3 separate regions of the Sus scrofa genome follow, and all the other regions are linked to region 1. The links are chromatin contacts, called in public Hi-C and HiChIP or PLAC-seq maps. All regions are on one chromosome and are shown on one strand. Each heading gives the region's core, a stretch centred on a gene start, on an enhancer-like site or on the middle of the called end of the contact. The rest is flanking DNA. Distances are from core to core; before and after follow the strand shown. Region 1 has its middle 9.2 kb from the start of EIF4G3. Region 2 overlaps EIF4G3 (eukaryotic translation initiation factor 4 gamma 3). Region 3 has its middle 25 kb from the start of SH2D5.

Evidence for each region. Hi-C and Micro-C count contacts between places; a contact is called where the count stands out from the background. HiChIP or PLAC-seq counts read pairs in DNA pulled down with a chosen protein or histone mark.
Region 2: a contact with region 1 is called in an H3K27ac HiChIP or PLAC-seq map of skeletal muscle, with 6 times the contacts expected there. The contact joins two enhancer-like sites. A contact is called at or near these places in 1 of 5 promoter capture datasets (liver), 1 of 47 Hi-C or Micro-C datasets (skeletal muscle) and 1 of 2 datasets of contacts at active chromatin or transcription factors (skeletal muscle).
Region 3: a Hi-C map of embryonic fibroblasts shows a contact between it and region 1, with 7 times the contacts expected there. The contact joins two enhancer-like sites. A contact is called at or near these places in 1 of 5 promoter capture datasets (fetal liver), 12 of 47 Hi-C or Micro-C datasets (alveolar macrophages, brain, embryonic fibroblasts and 8 more) and 1 of 2 datasets of contacts at active chromatin or transcription factors (skeletal muscle).

The regions. Positions count from the first base shown.
Region 1 is chr6:79,389,367-79,393,178 of Sscrofa11.1, forward strand. No RefSeq gene overlaps it. Among named protein-coding and RNA genes, the nearest start is that of EIF4G3, 9.2 kb to the left of the region's middle. Within about 2 kb of position 2,350, at least 25 of the 83 cell types and tissues checked have an H3K27ac peak or open chromatin away from gene starts, as enhancers often do. A contact at or near this core is called in embryonic fibroblasts and skeletal muscle, where this site is marked.
Region 2 is chr6:79,112,749-79,116,843 of Sscrofa11.1, forward strand. It overlaps EIF4G3 (eukaryotic translation initiation factor 4 gamma 3), which reads right to left. Exons shown (of 34, transcript XM_021097671.1): 13 at 720-966. Among named protein-coding and RNA genes, the nearest start is that of HP1BP3, 110 kb to the left of the region's middle. Within about 2 kb of position 2,058, at least 2 of the 83 cell types and tissues checked have an H3K27ac peak or open chromatin away from gene starts, as enhancers often do. A contact at or near this core is called in skeletal muscle, where this site is marked.
Region 3 is chr6:78,940,215-78,943,912 of Sscrofa11.1, forward strand. No RefSeq gene overlaps it. Among named protein-coding and RNA genes, the nearest start is that of SH2D5, 25 kb to the right of the region's middle. Within about 2 kb of position 2,002, at least 14 of the 83 cell types and tissues checked have an H3K27ac peak or open chromatin away from gene starts, as enhancers often do. A contact at or near this core is called in embryonic fibroblasts, where this site is marked.

The DNA of each region.
Region 1 (3,812 bases), core at 1,100-3,599:
ATGCAGGCTGGATGGGGGTTAGATAGAGGCCAGATTCCTCAGCCAGGTATCTCAGGCCCTCCTGCATCTGGCTCTTAGCAATCTCTGCACCCTCAGTTCCCACCATTTCCTTGCTGACATGCACCCTGAACAGCCACTCAATTTCATATCTCCAAATCTTTCTTTCTTTCTTTTTTTTTTTTTTTTTTCCAAATCTTTCTGATGCTATTTCCTCCACTTGGAGGATCTCCCGCTCCCAGATTCCCTAGCAAGCTCCTATTTATCCTTCAAAACCCAGCTCAAGTATCTTTTTTTTTTTTTTTTTTTGACTGTACCCATGGCATGTGGAAGTTCCCCAGGCCAGGGATCGAACCCGAGCCACAGCAGTGACAACACCAGACCCCCAACCTGCTGAGCCACAAGGAGAACCCCTCAAGTATCATCTTATGGGACAAACTTTCCTTGTTTCCTCTCCTTTCTAGACCAATTTAATCCATCCCTGCCTTCTGCTCCTTTTGTGCTGGGACATTTTCTGTGATTCTAGCACACTGTGTGCAGAAGGGACTTATATAGCCTAGAATCTGGTACATAATAAATATTTGATAAACATCAGCATGTTTATCTCTTCTATGAACTGGAAATGGGTTGGGGAGCAGTATCACAACCTGCTTTTTCAACGTAAGGAAAATAACCATCTCTTTCATTTCATGCCGTAGCATGGCTGGCTTTGGCCCTCAGCGCTACATGATATTCTTGGCCTTCTCAAGCCACCATGTCAGGAAGGTGCCCCCTGAATAAACGTAAAACACCCGCATCAGTTATCAGCCCAGCCCCAGAAGTCTCTCATTCACACCCTCAGCTCCCTGCACTTCCCCACGTGTACTGACTTGTATCGTGGTGTCCTCTGCTACAAAGTAAGCTCCTGACGGCAGGGACAAGGATTCCCTTTCCTTGCTGCACGCCCAGAGCCTGGCACTAGGAAGCACTCCATAAATAGTTGAGGGCTGGATGCTGGTTGAGTTACTGAGTATAATCCTACTCTGGGAGATTCAGGAGAGCACCTGGATTTGGACAGATCCGAGTCCTCTGCCACACAAGGGTTTCTAGAGGGGCCTTCCCTGCTCCCGGGAGGACACTGGAACACCACTTTGGCATCATAGCTGAGCGATGTGGGAGAAGGGCCCAGGACAATGCTGTTCTGCTTCTGCAGCCTAGGGCTTGGGTTTTGGAAAATGTAGATCTTGGCTCAAATCCCAGGTCTGAGATCTTAGCAAATCAAATCACTTACCCTGCTGGACCTTGAGGCCTCTCATCTACAGGAAGGGGATTGTGGTAGTTCCAATGTCGCAGCAAAGTTGTGAGGTGGAAAACCTAGCACGGTCCTGACTATGGAGCACGTCATCAATAATACAGGGATCCTCTTCCCTCTCCCTTTACCATGGCCTCATCTCTCGCGCAGCTGAAGCTCTTTGAGGGTGGGGGTGGGGAGAGTCCACGTGGCTCAGATGTAGAACGGCGCACACACAGAAATCTAGCTCGCGGACCAGGAGGCACAGTAGTCAAGAGCTCAGGTACCAGAACCCGGTTGCCTGAGTTCAGAGCTCGGCTCATTAGCTGTGTGATCTTGGACAAGACATTTAACCACTCTGGACCTTGCTCTCTCACTTTTTTTTTTTTTTTTTTGGTTTGTAGGGCTGCACCTGCAGCATATGGGCGTTCCCAGGCTAGGGAAGCTGTCGCTGCTGCCTACACCACAGCCACAGGATCCCAGCCATGTCTGCGACCTACATCACAGCTTGGGCATTGCCAGATCCTTAACACCCCCAAGCCAGGTCAGGGATCGAACCCGCTTCCTCCTGGATACTAGTCAGGTTCGTTACTGCTGAGCGGCAACAGGAATGCCTGGCCTCAAAGACGTTATAATAAAAATGTGAAAATTGCCTGGTAGACAGTCAGTTCTCAAGACAGCCAAAACAGCCAGCTCTGGTAGGTACTGAGAGAGAAGGTATATTTGCACAGGCTTGATGTGTTCCTCTCATGTCTGGACCTGCCCCCTTGACTTGGGGTTTGTGCGGGATTGAATTTCTGGGCTGCTACTTCTGGCTGCCCCTCCCCCCACCTCCTGGCCTGGATGTGAGGGGAAACCTGGCTGCAGAAGGTGGTCCAGTGGCCGGACATAGTGGGTCGGACCCTGGCACTGGGATCAGCCCAGCCAGAGGTGGAATCTTGCAGCTTGGCCACTTCCTGGCTAGGCCCTTTTCCTCTCCATCCCAGTTTCCTGCCAAGATCCGCGGCATCTGTCTTGCAGGGTGGATGTGAGGATTCCAGCAGCTAATGTATGCGAAGCGCCCAGGATGGGGCCAGGCCCAGGCTAGCGGCGTGGTGAATAGCACCTCCCTTCTCCCCGTGCGCGGGCGCTCCGCCCCTCCCGGCTCTGGCACTGCCTACCAAGTTCAAAAGCGGCTGCTGCAGCTGTCGTTTCTGAAAATACATTCCCTGGTTGCTTTTGTCTTTTCATCCAAGTCTTCCCCAAAGCCTTAAACATTCCCAAATCAAGGGTTTAAAAAGACAAAAAGCCCAAGCTGACCTATCCATGCCGCTCCTTGGCAGATGTCCCAGAGGATCTTGCGCTGCCAGTCACTGAGCTTGACATTCAGTTCCCCCAGTCAATTTCACTCACATCCGACAAGATCAAGGAGAAAAATAGGCAGCAATGATCAAAAGGGCCGACAAAGGCTCTTGGGGAACTCTCCCAGCAGGATTTTGCACCACACAAAAGTGCATGCAGGGGGTGTTCCATAAAAGCTCCCCCACTCTCAGGCAGCCTCATGCCCAGAGATACCAAAAAACGGTTCCCATGACAACGCTGCTGCAAATGTTATATATAAATGTGTGTGTGTGTACACAGCCACACAGAGATGCATGGAAATAAACTCTTGGCACAATTTTTTCCTGTTCCAAACACGAAATAACCTGCAAGATTGATTGCTGGAGCAGGGGACAAAGAAGGTTTTGAACAAACATGCTTCCAACAGACGGGCTGTCAGCGATGGACACCTGTTTTGATGCGGGTCTCTTTTGTTTCCTGCACCTGGAATATAGTAGATACTCAATAAATAATTGTGGAATGAATGAATAAGTGATGGATAGATGGAAGAAAGGAAGAAAGTGGTGGGGGTTAGGGGGAGAAGAAGAAGGGTGGGAAGTAGAAACAGCCTGGAGTGCCTGGGCTGGAATGGCTCTTGCTGAAAATCCATTCTAATCTAACCCCCTATATTTTTAAAAATTCAATATTAGTATTTTTTTGAGGGGGGTGAAATAAATCTTTTATTTATTTATTTATTTGGCCACGCCCGTGGCGTGTGAAAGTTCCCAGGGCTAGGGGTGGAACTCATGCCACAGCTGTGACCCAAGCCACTGCAGTGGCAACCCTGGATCCTTTTTTTTTTTTTTTTTTCTTTTTTGCTATTTCTTGGGCCGCTCCTGCAGCATATGGAGGTTCCCAGGCTAGGGGTCCAATCGGAGCTGTAGACACTGGCCTACACCAGAGCCACAGCAACACAGGATCCGAGCCGGGTCTGCAACCTACACCACAGCTCAAGGCAATGCCGGATCCTTAACCCACTGAGCAAGGGCAGGGATCGAACCCGCAACCTCATGGTTCCCAGTCGGATTCGTTAACCACTGCGCCACGACGGGAACTCCCTGGATCCTTAACCCACTCCCTAACCCCCTGTTTTTCTGTTGAAGAAACTGAGGCTCAGAAAAGGGCAGGAATTTTGCCAAAAGCCACAAAAGGAATTACTAGCAAAGCCCCAGTCCTGGAGATTCAT
Region 2 (4,095 bases), core at 808-3,307, 280 kb before region 1:
TTGAAAAAGACTGGTCTAGATTATTTTTGAGGCCCAATATATTACATTAAAACCCTGCCTCATCCACAAGTCACTAGACTTGGCAGACTAAGAAAAACTATTCACCTAACCCAAACTTCCTACTTTTCCTCACATGTCCATACCAAATCCCTCCATGAATCTCAATGTTAACCATGGTTTACATGGTATTGGGACAGAGGTCAAGTGCATTTGATGGTGTCTAAAGTTGAAAGATCCTCTAGGCTTTATCACCTATTTCACAGGGCACGTCTCATACCACAGGTGGTCAAGAACTTAGCATACTGGTTCTGACTGCCAGTTCTACAGAGCGATTTCAGTCAATAAGCTAAGTTTAAGGTCTGTGAAATGACAAGTATCCCAAAGAACATGGTCCTAAGCTGAAATATCCCTTTCAATTAAAATGAATAAATTAAATTTCTCTTGTCAAAGTCTAGTACAGACCGATTCCCTTTGTCAGCTACTCCTCCAATGCCAGTAAAAGCACAACGCCAGCATCAGATATCAGTTCCACTAACATAAGACTCTGGATTTGCTGGTCACTAACTTATGCCTGCTGAGCTATTCTGTAAATATTACACTGTGATGAACCCCATCCTTCCATCCAGTATTTCTCTATGAGGCGGCAACATTTCTCTAAGTTGCGATAGAGTGAAGGCGAGAAAGGAAAGACATACACAAGAAGGCAGGGATAAACTTACCTGATTTAAATGGGAATGTGACCCCTTCACCAGAACTATCAGTGGAGCCTGAATTAGCATCTACTCCTTCACCCTCAGAAACACTCTCAGCACCATTACGTACAGGCTCAGCTTCTTCTCCATTTTCTTCCACAGCTTTCACGTTTTTTAGGTCAGAGGGGTCTCTTTCAGGATGAAACCCTTGGCTCATTTTATCCTGCTCAGATTCAAGTACTTTGTCACTTGAAAGCTCCTCTTCAGCTTTAGGCTAAAGCATAAGTGAACACAGAGGTTATATTTTCACTGTGTGTAAATATACTTGAAGACCTACACTTATCCCCTCATAAAGCACAGGAAAACATAGCACTTAAGTTAAGGATGCCTGTGTTCAGCATATGGCACTAGAATGGTAAGTTTATTTAAAATACTTTTCTCATTTCATCTCTTGGGATAAAGCAGACAATTCAAATGGCTACTGAAATGCTTTAACATGACTAATGAAATCTAAATATATCAAAGGTTAAAAAGGAAAGAACTGTTAATCCTTCGAACTTGATGGACACGAAAGAGCTCTAGTCAGAATCTAAATCAAGCACTCCTAGCCTTGCCACTAAAGCTCAGCAAATAAAAAAAGAAACACTAGAGGGTATTTTTTGTGCTGTCCTGTTCTGCGAAATGGAGAATTTGATGAGTAGTTTAAAGTAAGTCCCACGAAGCTGACCATCTCTCATTTTACAAGGAGGTTACCTCTTAATTAAAATCTATTTTGTTTACTGGTTCTTAGAATTGTCTGAGATTGTGATCTTAATCAAATCATTCATGGAAAAATGCTTGGGAATATATTCCCCCAGGAAGAAATCTGGGTTCCGGTGCACCCTATTTTTAAAAGATAAAACATAATTAAAGTTATTCACCAGATGATTTATTACCATTTTGATTTCAGATTAAAAAAAAAAAAGTATTTCTTAAGGTCATATGAGCCATAAAAACTCCCCAAGATAAAGTTCTCAATGAACTTTAAGTCCTTCTTTTTTATGAAGGGACGCACTCTGAAAAAAGTCCTTTGGAAGCACTCTGAGGAAACAGGAACTTACCAAATCCCAGTTGATAAATTCACAGTAAGAGAGCCAAATTAGAGGCTCTGCTGAATTGGTTGAAAAGAAGTTTAATTAAAGAGTTACAAACTCTGCTTTGTTATTAAGTGAAGTAAATGACATGTTGTAACAGATACAGTGTTAATAAATTTTCTTCTACCATAAATCAAATCATGGGGAAAAGGCACTAAGTTTTAAAATGATGTCAACAGAAACAATTTTTAAGCCTTGTTTCTAAAATGGAAATAAAAAGTTCATGCAAACACACGCATGCACACACACACACACCTACACATACATGCACATGCTTCCTTGCTCTGGAGAGCATGGAAACTATCAAAAGAAAGACATAAAATTCTAAGAAAATAAAGGATAAACATGATTTATTTTTTATAAAACACATCAGAAAGTAGGCATCTTTGATGAAAGTTTGAGAAAAAACCGATCGCCAAGTTTGAATCATGAATAAGCGGTCATATTTCTTATTCTATACTCTACTACAGTCTGAATTAACTCAAAGCAACCTTGTAACCTTACAATTAAGTATAGGACATTAAGAAGATCTTTAATAATTTGGAATATAAGTCTGTGAATGGTAGTTAAAACTTAACTAAAAAGCAGTATAATTACATTATACAGAATTCTTATTTTAGATCCTGTAAAATGTGAAAAAAAATGCTATTTTGGAGAAAAAATTTGTTGAGTCGTCTTCTCTGTACCTAAAATCAACAAGAGACGGTCTATTGGATATAAACAGAGGCTGTATTACTTACAAAGTCAACTGCTAACTGGGAAAAAAAAAGCATAAGCAAATTTGGTCCATGAATGCTCACAACTCAGAGCACAAGAATCACTGAGGTATCTGAGCCACATTGTTATTAGAAGGGCTATTTTTCAAGGGAATACACAAAAACAGCTGCATTCAATATTTATGATGATTATTTTTCTTTCTGTAGGATGGAGCTCTATTCAATTAGTTTGCAAATATCTAATACTCCTTGAATTATCTACCCAGAAAGCATGACTGAAAAAATAAAGCACTTTATTAGCTGGCCTATTAAAGCAGAAACTTTCATAGGAACTTAATAAGAGAAAAATTCAGTCGACAAAACTGCCTGCTTAATGCATGAGTTTTTGATAGAAAATCAGATTGACAACTATGTATGTAATGATAGATGAAATATCCTAAAAATTTTAAACAAATTTTAGGATGTCTTGACTAGCAATTTTAAGATGGATCATCCTTCATGCTCTTTCTAAGCTTCAATTTAAAAAATCTGATTAAATATTTGTGATGACATAACAACCACTTATAACCTAAAATATCTTGATACCTGAAACACATTCTTTTGAAGGCTGAGAAAAAAATATAAGGAGAGATTTGATGATCAGTGAAAAATGAAGACAATGACAACCAAAATTTACTAAACTACTTTAATAAATGCTCAATTTTAAGAAAGACAAGGGACTAGGGTTTCTGGAAAAAGTCTGTGTGAAAGGGACTAAATATCTTTTTAATATCCTTTTAAACTATAAGGTTAAGAAAAAAGTGATTGGTTCAAAATGAGTCCAAACAGTTCTCATATATGAAGAATAACAATCTAAAGCAGGTTTTAGCAAATGATAGCCCATAGGTTAAATCGGGTTTTGTAGAGTATGCAAGGTAAGCTTGGTTTTTAATCTTGCAATGGTGGAAAAATATTCCAAAGAAGAGTATTTTATGACGTGAATATTATATATGAAATTCAAATTTCAATGTTCATCAATAAACATTTACTGAAATATAGCCACTCATTCATTTACACACTGTCTATGGCTGTTTATGAGCTACAGCCGCAGAGCTGGGAAACTGTGACAGGGATCATATCGTCCACAAAGCATGAACTATTTACTATCTGGACCGTTAACATGAAAAGTCTGTCAATCCCTGACCTGAGGATGAATATTTGAAGGCACAGGAATAGTGACCTACCTATTCAATATTCAATAGTGCTTTAGAAAACAGCCACAGGGCAAAGGAACACGAAGTATAATAGGATAAAATGAATAAATTCAACAGGTGAATCTAAAGAGAAACCAATTTGTGAAGCTCTTACAGCCATACCAGAAATGCATGCGATTCCCCTCCCTCTGGAAGGTATTTTATTCTCTGTAGGAGCAACATTTTCTTGTTCAGTTGCAAAAGGAGTACAGCAACTGTTTGCAACTCTGTCACTTATTGTCAATTCTTACCCCCTGATAACCACAACAAAATCACCCATGAAACATTTTAGTAGTTGCTATGGAACTAACTGTGACATCAA
Region 3 (3,698 bases), core at 752-3,251, 450 kb before region 1:
GGCCCACAGCTCAAACTGGCCCCCAGCCCTCAGCACGATGGCAGCAAGTAATTTAATTTATCTGACTGCTCCCTGCTTGCTCTCCAGGCAGCCAAGCTGTTTTGTTGCTGACACAGAGCTGTGAAATGCAATATTTTTCAAGTGTGAGAGGCAATCAAACCACTCTGGCGAAAGCAGAATGAATTTGGACAAAAGTCTGCCTGCTGGTCTGAGCCAGAGAAGACTCAGATGCTCTGCCCTGGGCAGCTTCAGGGTCCCAGGTGGAGGTGGGTCCCTGGTGCAGAGTAGGGGGGCGGGGGGGCGGGGAGGTGCAAGCGCAGGCTTGCCCTATCTGCCAAAGTCTGGAGAAAGATCCAGACCCAACTGAAGGACTGGGATTCCTGGAACAGACAAGCAACCGAGGCACAGAGATGTTAAGTGACTTGCAGAAGGTCACACAGCTATTAGTGGCAGGACGGTACTGGGGTCACAGACAGTGGAAGACCAGAGGCAGGGCATGGAGAGAGGCTGCAGCATTCCGGAGTAACCCAAGTTTGATATGCCAAAGGGCTGACCTTGACCTGGGAGGTGGCTGTGAAGACACAGCTCTGAGGACAAGAGCAGGAGACCCTACAAACAGCGCAGGGCTGGAGGGCAGCCTTGGGATGCTGTGTGCCTGCAGAGGGGCCTGTTTTGATCACTGCCACACTCCTGCTTGGCATGTGGTAGGCGCAGGTGAGTGAATGGCTGCTCGCGGCCTCAGGAAGAATGCAGTTTCCTATGTAGTCAGACAGGCGGGGGTTAGACGCGTAGTTCTGTTGACCTGCTACGTGGGGAAGTCATTTTGCCTCTCTCTGCCTTGGTTTCCTCATCTGTGAAATGAGTATCCTAAATCCTGCTTCCACAAGACTACCACGAGGATTAAGAAGAGAATGGCTCTAAAAGATACTCTGTGGGCGCTTGGAAGGGGTTCAGGGAACACAGATACAAGAGGATGAGGCTGGCTGTCTTCAGTCTGAACAACCTCACCAGCAGGAAAGGGGAGGCAGAAGGCAACCCCTCACTTAGGAGTCTCCCACTCGCCCTATTTTTAGGCACAGGAGCGCTGGCCCCCCTCACCTCCTGAGCTCCCGGATCCCTCTCCCCCCCCCCCCCACTTCCCTAGTGACGGCTGCCAGCTGTGCCCCGTGCTTCTCCTTAACTGTTCTCACGGATGCAAGGCCTGAGCCCAATCACCATGGCAACCAGCTGGGCTGCGCCGGGTGGGCGGGCGTGTGTACAGGGCTGGACCACAGCCGACCAGTCCAGAGCCAAGAAATGCCCCCATGAAGGAGAGGTGTCCTGCGACTGGCCCCATGATGGTGACCAGAACCAACAAGAGAGACCCCGGAGGGCCCCACCTCCCAGCCCAGGCCTGACTTGGGTGCTACGATGGCGGGTTGTGTGGTAGTTGGGGGAGGGGGTATAATCTGTTTCCCCAAATCCCTCGCTGGCCCTAGCTGATCTAACTACCTCTAATTGCCGGAATTACCAGGCCCTATGGTGTGTGGCAGAGCCTGGCCACCTGTGTGCAAATCCCCTCTCTCACCCTTTACTGACTGTGCCCTGGGCTGGCTCCTGCCTTGGCATTTTGAGCCTGTTTCTTCCTCCGCAGTAAAGGATAAGAACAGCAGCTCCTCCCATCTGCTCTGAGGTTCACATGAGACCCCAGCTGCACCTCTTCCAAGAGAGGAAAGTGTCCCTGAGCACCAGCATGTGGCATCGGCGGTCCCACCCCCAGGGGGCCTGACTCACCAAGCTTCAGGCCTGTGCCCAGCTGGGATAAGTGCCTGCAGATGCCAGCTCCTGGGCCCTTAGGTCCTGGTAACAGAGCCCATCCTAGGGTCCAGGGCACAGAGGACATGGAGGAGGGCCCCCCAACGCCCCAGGGCCATTTGGCAGGACACCAGGATGCTGCAGGCTGGCCTTTCGGGGTTGACACGTGGCAGCAGCTCCCTGTGCCTCCCTCCTCTCCCCAGTTCCCTGTCTAGGGGCTGAGCGATGACTCAGCTGCTCCGGCTCGAGGATAAAGACAGCAGAGGAGCTCCCGCTGCGGCACAACGGGATCGGCAGCATCTTGGGAGCTCTGGGACTCAGGCTCTCGGTCTCCAGGCTGGCACAGTGGGTTAAAGATCCGGTATTGCCACAGCTGCAGCTTAGGTTGCAACTGTGGCTTGGATCTGATCTCCGGCCTGGGAACTCCATATGCCTGGGGGAGGCCAAAAATGGAGGGGAAAAAAAAAAGTAAGAAAAAAAAAACAAAAAAAGACAGCAGAAAGACTCCAGGTGGGTGGCTGGAGATTCCTGTGTGGAAAGAGCAAAGCACCGCTGTGTCTGTGGGAGCTGTGGACAGGACTGGGGGCAGGTCCCGGTCTGGATGGGAACTGAGAGGGGGCAGTTCACACCTGCGTGCGGACCTACTGCAGCCTGTGGCCTTCAGGTCTTCCCAGTAGGTCTCTGCTGAATGGATGAACCAGCTCCTGGATGTCCCGAATGGAACCCCATTACTGCCTTCTCATTGTCCCCCAGGTTTCCTATACCGCCACCCGAAAAAGTCTGGGAGGAAAGCACCCGAACGCACACTATTACTAGCCATTTGCTGTGTGACCTTGGCCAAGTCCCTTCCCCTCCCTGGGACTCAGTTTCCTCATCTGCACCATGAAAAGACTGGACTTAGAAGCTCCCTAAGGGCCTTTCTGCCTCAGATTTTTAGGGATTTTTTTCCTACCATATGACCAGTACAAACAAGTTTTTTCAAAATTGCTGCTCTGGAGTTTCTGCTGTGGCTCAGCAGTAATGAATCTGATTGGTATGCATGAAGATGTGGGTTGGATCCCTGGCCTCACTCAGTGGGTTAAGGATCCAGCGTTGCCGTGAGCTGTAGTGTAAGTTGCAGATGCAACTCGGATCCCATGTTGCTGTGGCAGCTTCGGCTCTGATTCGACCCCTAGCCTGGGAACCTCCATTTGCCGCAGGTGTGGCCCCATAAAAAAGAGAAGAAAAGAAAACAAAACAAAACAGCTGCTCCCTGGGGTCGCATGTGTTCCACTGGGCCATACAATGGGAAATTTACAATCTCTCCAAATGAAGCCAGGACAAGTAGGGGACCTGGGGGCAGGTGAGGGGCTCTGGAGCTGAGCAGGGAAATGGCCCTGCCCCATGTGGATGGGGGTGGGGCAGAAACCAGGTCATCCCAACATCCTGTCCAACCTAGAGATCAGTGAGGATCCAGAGGCCTGGGAGGAGTCAGCCACAGCCCCTTTATCTGGTTGTGCCCCCTCCCCGTGGCTGTCAAGGCCTGTACCCTCGGGGAGATGTAGGCAGTTTGTGCCACGGACAATGTCCAATCCTGACTCTGTGGCTTCCTAACCCAGTGTCCTCAGGCAAGTCACCTCCTCTTTCCCAGTCTCCTTTCCTCGTCTGCAGAACGCGAATCTCCATAGCAACCTCCCAGGACTGATGCTCATTCGTGATTGGCATTCCCTCAGCTTGGGCACTCTGACACTGACGGAGGTAGGGTGGCCTCCACTGCTGGGTGTGGACCTTTTGGGTCAGGGAGCGGGGAGTCCATTGGTCGCTTGTTCATATAAGAAGCACCAGAATTTGGGGCAGCCATCCGATCTGGGTCAGCATCCCCTCGCTGGACTCCTCTTTGGACTTGCCTGGGCCCACCCAGCATT